2 separate regions of the Gasterosteus aculeatus genome follow, and region 1 is linked to region 2. A link is a contact called in public Hi-C data. All regions are on one chromosome and are shown on one strand. The core of a region is the stretch at or near the end of the contact, and the rest is flanking DNA. Distances in the headings are between cores, read along the strand shown.

The links. Hi-C and Micro-C count contacts between places; a contact is called where the count stands out from the background.
Region 1: a Hi-C map of skeletal muscle shows a contact between it and region 2, with 2.7 times the contacts expected there. The contact joins two enhancer-like sites. A contact is called at or near these places in 6 of 6 Hi-C or Micro-C datasets (blood and trunk muscle, liver, skeletal muscle and 2 more).

What each region holds. Positions count from the first base shown.
Region 1 is chr21:9,477,447-9,481,422 of fGasAcu3.hap1.1, forward strand. It overlaps pfkpa (phosphofructokinase, platelet a), which reads right to left. Exons shown (of 22, transcript XR_013453975.1): 22 at 3,941-3,976. Among protein-coding and RNA genes, the nearest start is that of pfkpa, 18 kb to the right of the region's middle. Within about 2 kb of position 2,570, at least 3 of the 9 cell types and tissues checked have open chromatin away from gene starts, as enhancers often do.
Region 2 is chr21:9,335,146-9,338,904 of fGasAcu3.hap1.1, forward strand. No RefSeq gene overlaps it. Among protein-coding and RNA genes, the nearest start is that of LOC120812113, 52 kb to the left of the region's middle. Within about 2 kb of position 1,251, at least 2 of the 9 cell types and tissues checked have open chromatin away from gene starts, as enhancers often do.

The DNA of each region.
Region 1 (3,976 bases), core at 1,320-3,819, 140 kb after region 2:
GAAAGCCCTCTAGGGCTCCCTTAGATTTGAGAAACATGATGAAGGGGCTTCTTTGATGGTCTTCCAGTTGAGAAAACTTGTAAACTTGCTTTTTGAATCTCCGTCCAGACAAGAAAATAGGATAAAGTGCCTCCTAGGGTGCCCTTCCAATGGAGAAAACATAATGAACTGCCCTCTACGTTGCTTTGGCAGTCGAGAAAACGAAATACAGTCCACTGAAGGGTTCCCTTTTATGGAGAAAACACAATTTAGTGCCATATAGGCTCCCTTACGATATAGAAAACCTTCTGCTCTTCAACTGCATGCATTTTCCCTTTTTTCCACCAGTGGCCCACAGTCAACCACTGCTGACTGTGATTGCCGCTGCTGTTTTAGAGCCAAAACCAGTGATTGGGAGAAGCATGTACGGAGTACATGTACGGATTACTTCAATAGTGTAGAAAAGTCAACCAAAATTCTGATTCTATTCTATTTACAGCTGTGTGCTTTCCAATGGGTGGCTGCTCCATATATTGTGGAGAGACACTGGATTACTGTACACAGCCCACCTGTACATACAGCCCTAAAAACAATGACACCCCCCTATTCAAAGCCGTCTACAACGGGCCCGGCCCGGCATCTGGAGGAACAGACAGCCCTGCATGTTAATGCACAGTTAATATTATTATGAAGTGCGAGTGACTTTGCATGTTAGTGAGCGCTCTGTCAAATTAGTGTCAGTTCCATTCATTTCGCCATCTATTTCATGTCACAAGTATACGCTCGCCTCAGACTCCCGAAAGGAACACACACACACAGTCATGCAGGACCAACCTCATGAAGAGATTCACGCGCCTGCATCTCACCAGTAGATACATATTTACACGCACACATCCTTACTCGGCAGAAGAGGGAGACGAGGGGAGGAAAATGAATGTCCCGACTCATTCATCACGTAGCCCCAAAAGTACAGATGAATCCAGTGACGAAAATCTGTCCTGAGAAATGTCAGGAAGATATTAACTCCAATACATCAAAGTGGAGCTGCGGTCTCTAAGCCGACTGCCAGCCAATGCCCACGGCCTTTGGTGAAAACTGGGGAGGGGGGTTTAGCCAACGCAGAAACCAGTAGATAAATACAAAAGTGGCTTCCGTCCAAAGGTTAACGTTGGAAATGACGCATAGACAATTTCATTAGTGAACAAAGGCCATTCTTTAGATCTGTCTGATCCCAATGAAGTGTGACAGTGGGGATAGAAAAGACGTGGGGGGGAATTGCCTTTTCATGTAGATTCTGCTAATCGCTTCCCCAACAAAATACGGCAGACTTGTACCAATAAGTAAGTTCGGGCTCAGTGGACAGATGAAAACAGCACAGAGGCTAATGGAATTGAGAGCGTTCCAAGCCTCCATGGGTGTCTTAATTGTGTGAGGATAACGCTTGTTCGCCTGCTGCATTGTGGGAAGTCCAAATTGGAGTGCGACTCGCTGGGCTTGTTTTAAGCCAGAGCTTCTCTTGTGTGTGCGTGTTTGTGTGTGTGTGTGTGTGTGTGTGAGAAGTGGATCAAATCCCTTGTCCAATGTCTGGAAACAGGTCATGTGACTCACTCGTTTATTTGGGAACCAGCTCCTGCAAAGTATACGTTTTCCGCCAGCAGGGACTGCAGTATCTGAAATCTATATCTTCTGCTGCTCTGCGCTTTTTCATCTCTCCCCTGGAATGTATTATGTGTTCATTTGTTTTTGCATGGATTTATTTATTCATAAATATTCATTGTGAATGTCATGTGTGTGATTCATTTGAAAATAAATAAAAAAATATTGCTTTTCCAATCTCAGCCAGCCAGCATCTATTGGCTCTCGTCGCTGTTGTTATCACAATACCTTTATAGTAATCTTATTTTAGCACTGCTGCACTTCTTTATTACAGCGCAACAATTCCAACCATTGTGGTCCATTAGACGGGAAATTGGACACTATGGGACTCCATGAGAGGACAATGTGCTTTTAATCTGAAAAAAGGTCAATGTGCGCCAGCCATCATGGAGATTCACTGCGAGCTTATAATTGGGGGCCTTGTCTGAAGACAACGTAGAATTAAATGAAGACAAAGTTGGCGAGAGTGTGCTTGGCCTTTGATGAGAATAGGGGAGTGAGGACCCTTCATTTGCAACCTTTAATCAATCCAATGAGATGAGATCCACACGTGATTCTGGAGGATAAATAGAGGGGGGGGGGGGTGAAATGGTAATTAGTATTGATTACCTATGGGCACGTGGCCCCGCGGTCCCCTCTCGCATTCTTAAATCAACCCAAATTATTGAATTTGCTAATTTCATGCTCAGAAGTAACGTTAGCCAGCAACGGAGGAAAATGCCTCCACAATGAATCATGTGCCCATCGGGGTCCGAGCAAATTACAGGGACGGGGGGCCTCTTTTTGTGCCCAGGGTGTGAGGCTGAATTAAACGCCCCGGTACAAGTCGAGGACAATAATTATTCCAGGGGGGTCCGTGGGGAGTAAAGGTGATTCAGGTAGCTTTAGCTTCAAATTACATTCGACGTCACCGTGCTGTCGCTAAGCGATGGCCTCGGCAAGGCCATATATGCATGTAATTACTAGTTGAGACAGAGAAGAAAAAAAAGAAAAAAAGGAAGGTGCATTTATGCAGGAAAAAGCAGCCCCAATTACATGTATACACAATTAATACACCCATGGGAAATCGGAATTTGCTTTCAAATGATAAGATAAATTCCTAATTACGGCTACAGACACACGCACGGCTCACACAAGGCCTCACGCGCCTAATCTGCTCTGTGCAGAGTTGTGCCGCGCAGGAGTGGACGGCGACTGATGGAGGGAATCCGTGTCGTCATGCACCCGGTGAACCCGGGCTCCGGGCGCACACGCAGCGCGCGGCCGCCACCTGCTGGCTGTGAGTCTGGGAAGCTTTTTAAGAGATGCTTCTACATTTTACCCATATATGCACACATATTTACATTGACTGGAAAAGGCGAACACAAGTCTAAAGGATCTGAACTACTTTTTTTTTTTTAATCTAAGATGTTACTATACAAATCTGGTGTGTTTTGCTTTCATTGGCGCGCCATGTATTTCTCCACCGGTGTTCTAGCATAAACCAACTGAATGGCAACAGATCATTAAAGAAGCATTTCTTCATGAGCCCACGAACACGGTCGGACTGTCGTTGTTCAAAAGGAAACCAAAGATCACAGTGCTGCGCTTTTGTGTCTCTGGGTCACTTTGTCTTCAGCTGTCTAAACGTCAAACAGAGGCTCTGCTCCAGTGGCCCCCTGAGGCCCCAGAGCCGGTGCTCTAACTCATTCCGTAAGCACTAATCTGCTGCTGGTGCAGCCATGAAATCTTGGGCTTGTGATATGCTTTATATATTGAGTGTTAACACCATCTTCATGCTCATGGAAAGGATCTTTCATGAGTTGGTCTCCTCCCGTCTCTACCAATGCAGTTCTCCTTTAACCTGCCTCAGTGAGTCTCCCCTAAACCGCCTACAAGTGCCGCTGCAGCCGAGCTCTGGACAAAGTCGTCCTCATGCGTCGGACGTTTTGATTTCCGCACTCTGGCTTCCCATCACAAGGGGAATCTAGTTCAAGATTCTTGTGCTGACGTCCTGCGAGCCCTGCGGGGTCAGCTGCCTGCTCACATTAAAGAGCCCGACATCAGCAGCGGGTCTCTGATCAGGGTTTATTGGTTGTTCCTCGCTCCAGGCTCAACACACAAAAGAAAACTGGGCATTAGAACTCTCAACTGTGGAAAACTTCGCAAGACACATTTGTGCGGATTTGCTTTGGTTTTTCCCGAACAAATTAAATTATCAATATACAACTTTATACGCCATATAGAATCAGGAGGGGGGAGCTTCTTTAAGGCAAATGAAATGAGAAATCGAGTGGTTAAATAAAAAAAACGTGACACCAATAGGTTATAGTTCTCAAGTCTGATTTTTATTCCGTGGGAA
Region 2 (3,759 bases), core at 1-2,500:
ACCGCTGGGATTCGAATGCCAGCGTGAGGTTTCCTTCCGCTTCTCCTCAGCCGGTCGGAAGGATGTGAAAAGTTCTTCTACGAACATAAAAAAAAAGTACTGTTTTACTTTTCTACAACCAATTCCACCTAATTATATTCTGTTTGTAGCAGCTTTTGTGTGCCACTCATTTCTTGTGGAGTTCCGGAGCATTCAGAAGAGCAATGTCTGACCACCAATATTAATAAATATACATAGTTTTTTATTTCAATTGCTGACGTCTTTGGCCTTTTATCAGCAAAGTCGATTGGTGTATAATTCTGCCATCCATACTGTATATTGCATTGAAAGAGCACAGATCTTTTCACATTCGTTTCTATTGCAAGTCCACTTTAATGGGGAATGATCCAAATGTCAAATAAAAGTCATGCTTGTGTAACTTTGGCTCTCAAATTAAACCCAAACCCCGGGTGCTCCTCAATCCCTTCGCCTCATCATGGCCCACACAATCCTTCAGCTGCGGTTGAAACATGAAAATCACCTAAATTGTAGCAACAAGGTTTTGACAACATCAAATACAAGTGTCTCCGATACCATTTCTTCTCTCACATTTATTACCTGTTTTTTTCATAGTGCGATGGATATTTGATGTCAGACTTCCAATGAGTCGCCCCTCTTCCCCATTTCTGCTCCCTCCCCTGCCTATAAAAGCATATATTTATCCAGAAGAGGCTCATTTATTGCTGCTCAACCACGCATCATGAACCCAGGGCCATATATTCATAAACCAGCCATCTGCGTGAAATATGCACTCCATAAGAGTTGCTGTGTCGCACGACGTCATCACCATGTGTCAAAGCTTTCTGTTTAACTGTCACACGCTGATTGGCACGTCTCTCCCTGAGCTCCACAGAGCCGGTAAAACCAATCGTTTCTTTGTGAAATAAGTGGACCGTGCCAAGGTCCAAATGTCCTCGCACGGCCGCCGGCTTCTTTTTACATCTGGAAGTGAAGCTCCAGACTTTTGTAGCATTAAAGTTGACTCTTTGTATGAAAAGAATATGTTTTTTTCTTTCTCAAAAGTTTCTTTCCCCCCACAGCTTCTGTCTCGCAGTTCCTTGTGGTTGCTCGATCCGCGGCCCCCGTGTGGCTGTACTGCAAGTGCTTTTGCCTTCACTTTGCTTTCTGCTGATTCTCAACTATAACACATGTTGAGATCATTAATTTCAAGCACTGCCAAAAACCACTTCCCCACACATGCATGGCATTCCTCCCCTCTCTCTCCCCGACTCCCTCTTCCACCGTTCGTCGGACGCACAGGCTCGGCTCTCTGCGTTAGCTGGGAAGTCAGAGTAAATCCTGTCCTCTTTTTCACTGAATCAAAATCACCATATGGCTTTGTCACAGTCCAGGCACAAGCTGAAGATGAGAGCTCGAGCGCTATATCTATTGCCTCATATTTTAAGGAAAAAAGACGAGGAGAGGATTTATTTCAGGCAGCCTTGGCAGAATTCCCTCATACCTCCCTTGTTACACATAACGTCGCAAACCTGCACCATTTCAAAGCAGCGCCAAACATGAAATATTCAACAGCTCGTATTACTATTACAACACACAGTACCCCCAAAAAAAGGGAACTGCACGGTATGAACTCCCTGCCCACTTTTAATTTTGAGAACCTGATGATCATTGGTTCAAATAGGACTCCTGTTCCTCAGCGCGAGCCGCCTCTGGAATGGAGGTTGCATCTTTAACGAGTACTTAAAAAAAAAGGAGATCAAGGGTTGGGGGAGTGAGATGGAGAAAGAGAGAGAGAGAGAAAGACAAAGTGAGGGGAAAAGAGACTGAAAGGGAAAGTGCGAGCAGTCAGCTGGAGAATGTGTGTGTAATGTGTGTGTGTGTGTGTGTGTGTGAGGGGGTGAGTCTGTGCTGCAGACAGCTTTCTGGCAAACGCCTGCTGGTCCTGAGCAAAAGGCGAGCTGGAAGGCCGCTCAAAGCCCTTCACCTTCCCGGCCGGGCTGGCACGATGCACCGAGCACGGCTGGCATGGCGAGATGTTTATCGCACAAAGGCACGATCAAAGAGCGCTCTTAGCTGCACCACTTTCATCTGGGTTCCCACAGCTGACAGTAGCATCCAGGGGGGGCTCTCCTCTGTTTTAATGGTCTCTCTCACTCTCTGTCTTCCCTTTACTTTTCAATCCCCGCCCCCCCACTCATTCTCACACTGCAGATGAGTAGACTTCATTCGAGATTCCATTTGGCAAAGTTCTCTCCTAATCAATGATGGCTTTGGAAGCGGCCCGGGGATCAGGCGGTCTTTGGCTCTGAGCTCGCGAGGCGGAGTGGGGGATGCTCTCAAACTTTCCCATTTAGTGTTTATGTTGCCGCTCCCCACAGGGGCCAATCGGATTCCACCTCCGCTCCTTGTTTCCAGCAAACAGCAACAGATACAGTTTCGCCTCCACGAAAGACCGCAATGGAAGAGAAATTTCGGAGGGAAAATGTGGGAGGGATGCTTTTGAAATCCCAGCCTGCACGTAGGGCTTGACAGCCCCCAGCGTGAAGTTTGACAATTACGCAGCTGCCATGTTGCTGAGGCAGTGACGGCGAGTGGAGGCAAGAATCGACCGAAAGAGATCATCAGCAGGAGGAACGCTGTAGTCGAGGGCTCCGCGACAAACAGTCATCCTTTCACTGTAACACGTCCGTTTCAGCCACTCTTTCCAATAAGTCTTCTAAACTGATGCGGCCATTAGCCATTCCTCAAGTATCCCGTTACCTCGCCTTACATCCCTCTACTGCAATGGGAGGAAATTAAACTCCAAACAAATGGCTTCCGTGTTCACATCAAACTGCCTCGTCCACCCATGAAAAACGGTCGCCTGTCAGGGAACCCACCGGGCCCCACTCTAGTGTGCGTGTGTGTGTGTCTGCGTGACTCCTGTTGTTGCGATCAATCCCAATTTAACAGACAACGGCTCAAAGTCAACCTTCGGGGAGCCATGAAAGCTGACAGGTGAGGACTCACTGCCGTCTCCCCGACTTACATCAAAGACGCGGATAGCAGCGGCGGCTTCAGTGGGAGACGAGCACTTTTTAAAAAGAACAAAGAGACTCGCAGAGAGGGAGAGCAGGACTCGTCTCGAGACGAGAGATGGCCGAGAGGCTGAATACCAAAAGGGCATGAATACTGAAAAGGGTTCCATCTGCGATTCGGATTGAACGGAGCAGAAATCCAAGATGATGTTGGCTGTAGGAGAATCATTTGTTTAACAAAGACTTTGGATTCAGGTGAATTTGCTTTGCTTAAACCGCTAAAAACAAGTTTCCTGTTAAAGTAGTAGCCGGTCCAAATCATACGGTAACCATGTGTGTTTATTTAACTTTAATCTTGGGGATGCAGCAGGACACATGAAGTTGTGAAAACAACATTTCATAATCCTATAATGTGAATATGTCAGCAGGTGGTCCCTTATTCATTCAACAAGCAGTTAACGTTTTGATGAGTTAACGCTTACGAGATCACCTCCACACTAAAAGCCTCCTTGTATCTTACCAGTGAAATGCTTTTAATGTGAGTCCAGAATTTGCGCTGGACTCACACAGTTTAGGTCAAAGACAATGTGGAGAGAGTTAGCCGAGAACTGAACTCAAATTAGATCATTTATATCCACGCATAGTTTTCCTTATATTTTCATTAATTCAACGTAGTAATGATGGTCCCCGCAACTAACAAAAAAAACTGCTACAAAACGTAATACAATAGTTGGGTTTGACT